2 separate regions of the Mus musculus genome follow, and region 2 is linked to region 1. The links are chromatin contacts, called in public HiChIP or PLAC-seq maps. All regions are on one chromosome and are shown on one strand. The core of a region is the stretch at or near the end of the contact, and the rest is flanking DNA. Distances in the headings are between cores, read along the strand shown. Region 1 has its middle 160 kb from the start of Gm35866. Region 2 has its middle 27 kb from the start of Gm35922.

Region 1 (3,380 bases), core at 834-3,333:
TTCACAAGCTGCATAGCCAAAACCCACAGCACCCTCCCCTGCCATCCGCTCCAGTGTAAGCGCTAGGCCCTGGGCGCCAAGCAGGGAAATGGACCGGAGGGCAGATGGAGGTAGTTTGCACATACAGCTTCCGGCTCAGTCCAGCTTTGGCCACTTCCTTTTCCTACGTGTCTTCACTTGTGTGTTCACCTTTTCTAGTCCCAGCATAAAAGTAACTTTGGGAAATTTATTCCCTTTCTGTCAGGAAAAGCAAGCTCCAAATAGGCCAGAGTAAATTGCCTAGGGATTTGAATTAATGATTATTTTCCTAAGTGGCCTCTCGCACATCGCCAAAGTCCACGAGTTTGGCCAAAAAAATAAATAGAGGGAAAGTGAGAAAAATTAGATTAAAGAGGGTTGGGCAATCTACACAGAATTCTCCAAAATTCAAGCTGGAAAAGGCCCCAGAGATCAGCTCTCAAGCTTTTTAAAACCGTGTTCTCGGGATCCCTGGCGGTTTCCAAGGATGGGGGTGTGTGGACGTTCCAAGAAGCCCCAAGAAGAGGGAGGGATGGCAAGCTCTCCAGCGTCTCTCTAAACAGCTTTGGTATGGCTCTGTGTGTTTTACATAATTGATTATTTGAAGAGAGAGGTCCACATTCAAAATGATTTTAAAATTAGTGTAAGACACTACATTTTATAAGAATGCTCTACACATTTTCAAGTGAGAAAGAGAGAAAAAAAAGGCTGGGAGAGGTGATCTCTTTGCCTGGGTCCACCCTGAGCTGGTCATGCACTTAAGGCCCAGTGTCAAGTCATCTCACTCATAGCTTCTACTTTTCCTTCATACCTAGCGGCCTCATGTTATCCCATGATTCCTGTCACCCTCCTAGCCCTCCCTTTTGCTTCTATCAAGGGCTTTTTAGCTACCCTCCTGCAGGTAGCTAAGTAGTGGGGCCGTGTTCACTTGGAATGGTTTCTCAAAGCCTTGCCTCCCAAGGACAGAATGATTGGTCCAGGAGTGGCTGCATAATCGTCAACAGCACCTTCAGAGTCTTTTCTTAAAGGGTGGTCACACATGCACACTGAAGCTCTCTATTTCCACTGAGATCGATGTGACCATGATCTTATTGCCATCCCTTTGAGATCACAGTGACTAGTTTGTGGATAAAGCCAACAGAGAGGAAGGCATGAGAGTGATGGGAAAGAAGCTCTTGTTTGAGCTTCCAGACTTAGTTGTGTCCAAAGCTTGCACTGTAATACATCTGGGCTTTTTGGTCACAGGAGCCACTTGTTACTATATAGTTTCTAGAGTCTGCATCCATGGGCTCGGGCTGGTAGAGTCTCCGGTGGCACCAAGCATCACAGAGCAGGAGGAGCACACTTTCCCATCATGGGGCCTCTACCCTGATGACTCTGTCTGATCCTAATCACTTCCTGAAGGCGCCAACTCTACACACTGAGGTTAGATCATTTCTATTCTAACACTATTAACATATCTAAACTATAGCACACGTGTCCTGATATAACTTTTATTTGTAGAGTATTTTTGCAGTACACCAGTCAATACTTCAGGTCATAGAGGCAGGTAGTGCTCTGAGGAAAGGCTGACCCCCCTCAAGGACATAGGGTCTTGGGTATTATACCCTGAAAGAAAGGCCTGTTTCCCAGTACTTGGGAGGCAAAGACAGGCAGATCTCTGAGTTTGTAGCCAGCTTGGTCTACAGAAAGAGATACAAGTGTGGCCTTGTTGCAGAATGGTAGCACATCTGACCCCAGAGAGAGTTCAAGGACAACCAGAGCTATACAGAAAAACCCTGTCTTGAAATGTGCGCAAGCACGCACTGCGTGCGCGCACACACACACACACACACACACACACACACACACACGGGGATTGGGGGGAGACAGAAACAGAGAGACACAGAGAGAGACAGAAAGACAGAGACAGACAGAGAGACACGGAGACTTTTTGACCAGCAGATATTTCTTGAGTTCTCTCTGGCACAATGCTGTTTCTTCACACTATCAATATAAGCCTGTAGTGTAGCTGGTAGTCAGGTGGGGCAGGATAAGTATTGACTTTAGAGAGAGATTGCATTTAATTAACTTTCTGAGTAATGCTGTGTCAATAAAGAAAAAGACATGGGCATTGAAGCCCAATAAGGAAGCCAGGAGGCATGCTCAGGGTTGACAACAGATGGGATCCATAAGAGGATTGGTTACATACGTGCATAAATGATGGAGGAGCCGAGAACCAGATGAAATCCTGAGACAACCCAAGCATTAGTAAGAACAGGAACTCCCGCTGCTTTCAAGCCTAGAAGGTAGAGTGACTGGAGCCAGGAGACCCAGGTTACTGGGTGGAATCTGGATCTAAAGTGTCAAGCAAGAAACAGAAATGAGAAAATGCATTAAATGAAATGAAATGCATTTAATTGAGAGCTTGCTTACAGTTCCAGAAGGCAAGTCCATGGTCATCATGGTGTGGGGACGTGACAGCAGGTAGGCATGGTCCTGGAGAAGTAGCTGAAAGCTTACAACTTATCCACATACGTGAGGCAGAAAGATTGCCTTGAGTCTCAGAAGACTTTTGGACTTTTGAAGTTAAACTAAATACATTTTTTGCACTTTTCATTAAGATATGACCATGGACCTATGGGGGCCAGGGAATGGAATGTGATGGTTTGAGTAAGAATGGCCTCCAATGGCTCATATATTTAAATGCTTGGTTAGCAGTTGGTGGGCCTGTTTGAGAAGGATTAGGAGGTGTGGCCTTGTGGGAGGATGTGTGTCACTTCACAGAGCAGGGATGGGGTTGAGATTCTAAAGTTATAAAAGCAAACCAATTTCTCCTTTTCTCTGCCTGCCGCCTGTAGGACAGAGCTAAGCTCTCAGTTACTGCTCCAGTGCTGTACCTGCCTGCCTCCTGCCATGTTCCCTGCCATGATGGTCATGAACTCTACCCTATTGCTGAGTTTCTTCACAGCAATAGAAAAGTAAGCGAGATATGGGACTTAGTTAGCTTTTGTTTGGGAACGCTTTTACTGTTTTCCTCTGTGTTTCTGTCCCACCCTCTCTCCCTCCTTCCCTCCCTTCCTGTATCCTGTTGCTTTTTCACTGGATTGACATTTAATCCTGAGTTACATCAGACATATCCTGGAAACAAACAGAGGCGTTAGGAACAGCCACATCTGCAGGAGCAACCAGTCTAGACATCTTTTTTATTTTTTTTTTCTGTTCCTGCTATATGTGGGTTGGGGGAGGGGTCCTTGTGAATTTTGGTTTCCTGGAGGGCAGCACAAACACTTGCCTATAGACCTACCAATTCTTCATGGCTCCTGGCCTGACCATGTGTCATGAAGAAGATCGGGCCATCCATGAGAACTAACCCTATTGAG
Region 2 (3,605 bases), core at 67-2,566, 530 kb before region 1:
CCCAAGACCCTAACACACAGCCTTCAGGTGTTACTAGTCTATGATTATCTGGAATTCAGTTTATATAATTTATTTATTTTTATTTTATGTGTAATGGGTAGGTGCTCTTTGCCTCTGCAAGTCTGTGTACCACGTGCAGGCAGTACCGACAGGCTCGATAAGGACATGACTTCTGGAAACAGATGGCTGCAAGCTACTGTGCTGGTGCTGGGTTCTGAGAATCAAACTCCGGTCCTCTGGAAGAGCAAAGAGTGCTCTTAACCACTGAGGCATTGCTCCAGCCCCCTGAAACTTTGTTTTATTTGTTTTGAAGATTAAGAGGTGCTTTAAACTGACAGACAAAATGCTTAATTTTATTTAAATGTTTAAAAATGCAACTGCGTGAAATAGCTACTTTGTTAACAGGCATTACTTCCCAAAGTCATAATCCTTGTAGTAAGACCATTTAAAATTTGTTCTCTTAGGTTTTTTAGGGTGGACTGTAATATATCGTTTCAACCACTTTCCATGTTATACAACAGAGCTTCCAAATTTATTCCCACTCTCTACCTGAAATTTTGAATTCTTCAGTCAACATTATTTTTTGTATACGCAGATGAATCATATTGATAAAGATACTGACACTGATCGTAGTTGTTGCTGCGATCAGCTGTCCTACAATTAACATAGTCGCTCAAGCACTCCTGTTCATTTGTCTGAGAAGCTTACGAACTTCTTTTGTTGTTCTTGTTTTTGAGACAGGGTTACTCTGTGTAGCCAGGTCTGCCCTGGAATTGGCTCTGTAGACCAAGTTGACCCCACACTCTGAGATCTGCCTGCTTCTGCCCCCTCAGAGCTGAGATTAGCAGTGTGTGCCTCTGTGGCCAGCTTTGTTTGTTCGTTGTTGTTCCGGTACTCTCGGATTTCTTTAGGTAAATGATAAAAGACTTATGAATGTTTTACATTATTTTTTAAAGTAGTTTCCTTTATTTGGGGACGCATCCTCTTTGATGATCCTTGAGAGCAATGAGCACCTGAGGTGAGACTACACCTCCTAAATATGCCTGCTGCTCCTGCTCCGAGAACGGCTAATGAGCCGTGATGAAATTTAATTAAAAGCAAACCCCACAAATAGCTCTGTTCCAAGCTTGCCAGGTAGTTATTCTCGAGACGTTCATTAGGGCTTATGCTGTGAATCCACCAAACCCTCCACTCAGTCCAGTCGCTACCACAGAGTTGACTGCCGTTCATGACTTTCATACAGTCAGTATTATCTGAGATGACTAATGTTGGTGGATGGTGGAAAATCACACTTTGGCACAGACAAACACCCACTGCCAGCTCACCAGGAAGTGTAGACTCTTAGGCTTCACTTACGTGTAATTTGCATGCACCCCATGCCTACATCCTCTAGGTCCTCTGATTCAGATGGTCTGAAGTTGGGCTCAGGAAAATGTCTGTATCAGGAACATCACCTTGAGAAGTGCTCTATATACTTTAAAGACCTTTCCACCATGCCAGGAAACCCTGTCCATTAGTAAATCTTGTTGCCTTGGTGCTAACTAGGAGCACAGGGAAGCTGGCCAAAGATGTTATAGATGTACAACAGAGACAGGCAATTCTGCATCTTTCCATCAGTTGACTGATGGCTTGTGACCGTGGATGTAAAGTAATGGCCACGCTTATGAATAATGTATATGATATTTTAGGGATTATTTAATGTATTTTTTATTCTCTTTAAATCAAGATGCCATATGGCTTCCTCTCCTTTTAATCAATGAATTTCAATGCTTCAGGGGCAGGACAGTCACTGGCTAGAACGCCAAAGTCATCACTCAGCTTTGACTGTCAAATGAAGCTTTTTATGTTGTGTATCCCCAGGGGGAAAGAGCTGTTGAAAGCCAGGCTGCATCAAGAGAGAAAAAGAATTTTCTAAATTTCCAAAGCTCACTTTATATATCATTTATTTCTAATCTTATTGGGTTCTTATTAGAAAACAGAGCCCATAAAAGCCCCGCTCTTCATGTTTTCTTGAGGTTTTCTTTGCAGCCAAGGACGCGATACATCTGTGCTGACTTTCCTTGTCTGGATGTCAAGTTCTCTAAGTGTTAGAGCAAGGAAGCTGACTGCAGCACCCGGCTCCTCTGTGTCTGTAGCTATTTTCTGCCTTCTAGATCTCACTGCTTTGAAAGAAATATCCGAGACCCCCTTGTATTTTATTCCACCCTTTTAGGACATTGAATATTCTTTTTGAATTTAAATTTCATTTCTATCAAAGCAGTATTCTTTTGTAGTTAAATTGTTCTCTGATGCTTAAAACAACAAGAAAAAAAAATGAAACAAAACAACCCCAAAATGCCAACTACACAGTCCCTCTCTCATGTCTTCCCTCTTCAAGTTTCCATTCCCTCGAGTCAACTGCTTTAATCTCTTTTTGCCTAATGTCTTGATGGTTCCCTCCATATTTTAAAACTGTGTGTGGCTATGGCTCTTAAAGTTCAAATGTTATTCTTTAACATGTCATTTTAAAAATGACTTTGGATATAAATGGGAAAAAAATGTCTATATGCAACTTACCATATTTATTATTAACAAAGGGGCAGGGGAAAATTTTAAATCCATGGACCCTGTTTCCCTCCTCTCTAGGCCAAAACCTCAGTCGTGGGACAGTGACTATTAGATACAATACGATGCACTAGCTAATATGGAGTACATATCATTCCAGTGAAAAGTCTCTTATGTTTCCATTCTCATTGGAGAGCCAGGTGATGGACAAGTGGGGTTGTGCATGTAAAATGGTAAGAAAATGCTACAGAGGAAGGAGAGGATGAGCAAGGAGGTAAGCAGGCTGGGTAGGGAGAGCTTCAGATGGCAAGTGGTTGTAGCTTACACCATTACAGAGGCACTCCAATACCAAGGAAAGAACTGGAGAAATGCCCAAAGTCATAGGAAACCCCATAAGAAAAGCAGAGGGACAGAGGGACAGAAACAGGAAATAAGTTCAGAGAGCTCAGAGAAGGATGCTGCCCAAGGTAGGGAGGGATGAGCATCCTATTACAACAAAGGAAGTTTACTCAAGACGGAAGCTTGAATAAAGGAGAATCTAATCTGACTCTAGTTTAGACTGTCTTATCAAGAATTGACTGAAGGGAGACGAGGCTGAAGTCTGGAGGTTAAGACCCAGTGCCAAACCTCAGCAAGGCACCAATGGGATTTGGACCATGGTGCAGAGGCAAAGGCATGAAGAATATGGATTCTGGATGAGGCATGAAAGCAGAGTTAGGTCTGCTGATGGGCAGGCCTTGCCAGTCAGAGAGGAGAAGAACAGAGAAAACTATTTGTCTTAGGAAGGACAGAAATGCTTCTTCTTATAGTAGGAAAGACTGGGAAAGAACCTTTTGGGAATGGGGAATTTAGTTATGAGAACACCAGGTTCAAGATGCCTATAGGTTGTACAAACCAAACAAAGGACTGGACAGATGTCCTAAACTAGAGTTCACAGGCATTGAGACCCAAAGAACGTGAGTTATTAACATAATGGCATTTAAATCCAGGAGACTAGATAAGAACTGCAGTGTACTGAATGAGTATGAGAGTTGAGATACAGAGAGGCCTAAGGACGGAGC

The links. HiChIP or PLAC-seq counts read pairs in DNA pulled down with a chosen protein or histone mark.
Region 2: a contact with region 1 is called in a FOXA1 HiChIP or PLAC-seq map of pancreatic cancer cells. The contact joins two enhancer-like sites. A contact is called at or near these places in 1 of 15 datasets of contacts at CTCF or cohesin (the NIH/3T3 cell line), 1 of 484 Hi-C or Micro-C datasets (nephron progenitors) and 4 of 115 datasets of contacts at active chromatin or transcription factors (astrocytes, embryonic basal ganglia, fibro-adipogenic progenitors and 1 more).

The regions. Positions count from the first base shown.
Region 1 is chr19:28,204,559-28,207,938 of GRCm38.p6, reverse strand. No RefSeq gene overlaps it. Among named protein-coding and RNA genes, the nearest start is that of Gm35866, 160 kb to the left of the region's middle. Within about 2 kb of position 2,083, at least 7 of the 459 cell types and tissues checked have an H3K27ac peak or open chromatin away from gene starts, as enhancers often do. A contact at or near this core is called in pancreatic cancer cells, where this site is marked.
Region 2 is chr19:28,731,647-28,735,251 of GRCm38.p6, reverse strand. No RefSeq gene overlaps it. Among named protein-coding and RNA genes, the nearest start is that of Gm35922, 27 kb to the left of the region's middle. Within about 2 kb of position 1,316, at least 6 of the 459 cell types and tissues checked have an H3K27ac peak or open chromatin away from gene starts, as enhancers often do. A contact at or near this core is called in pancreatic cancer cells, where this site is marked.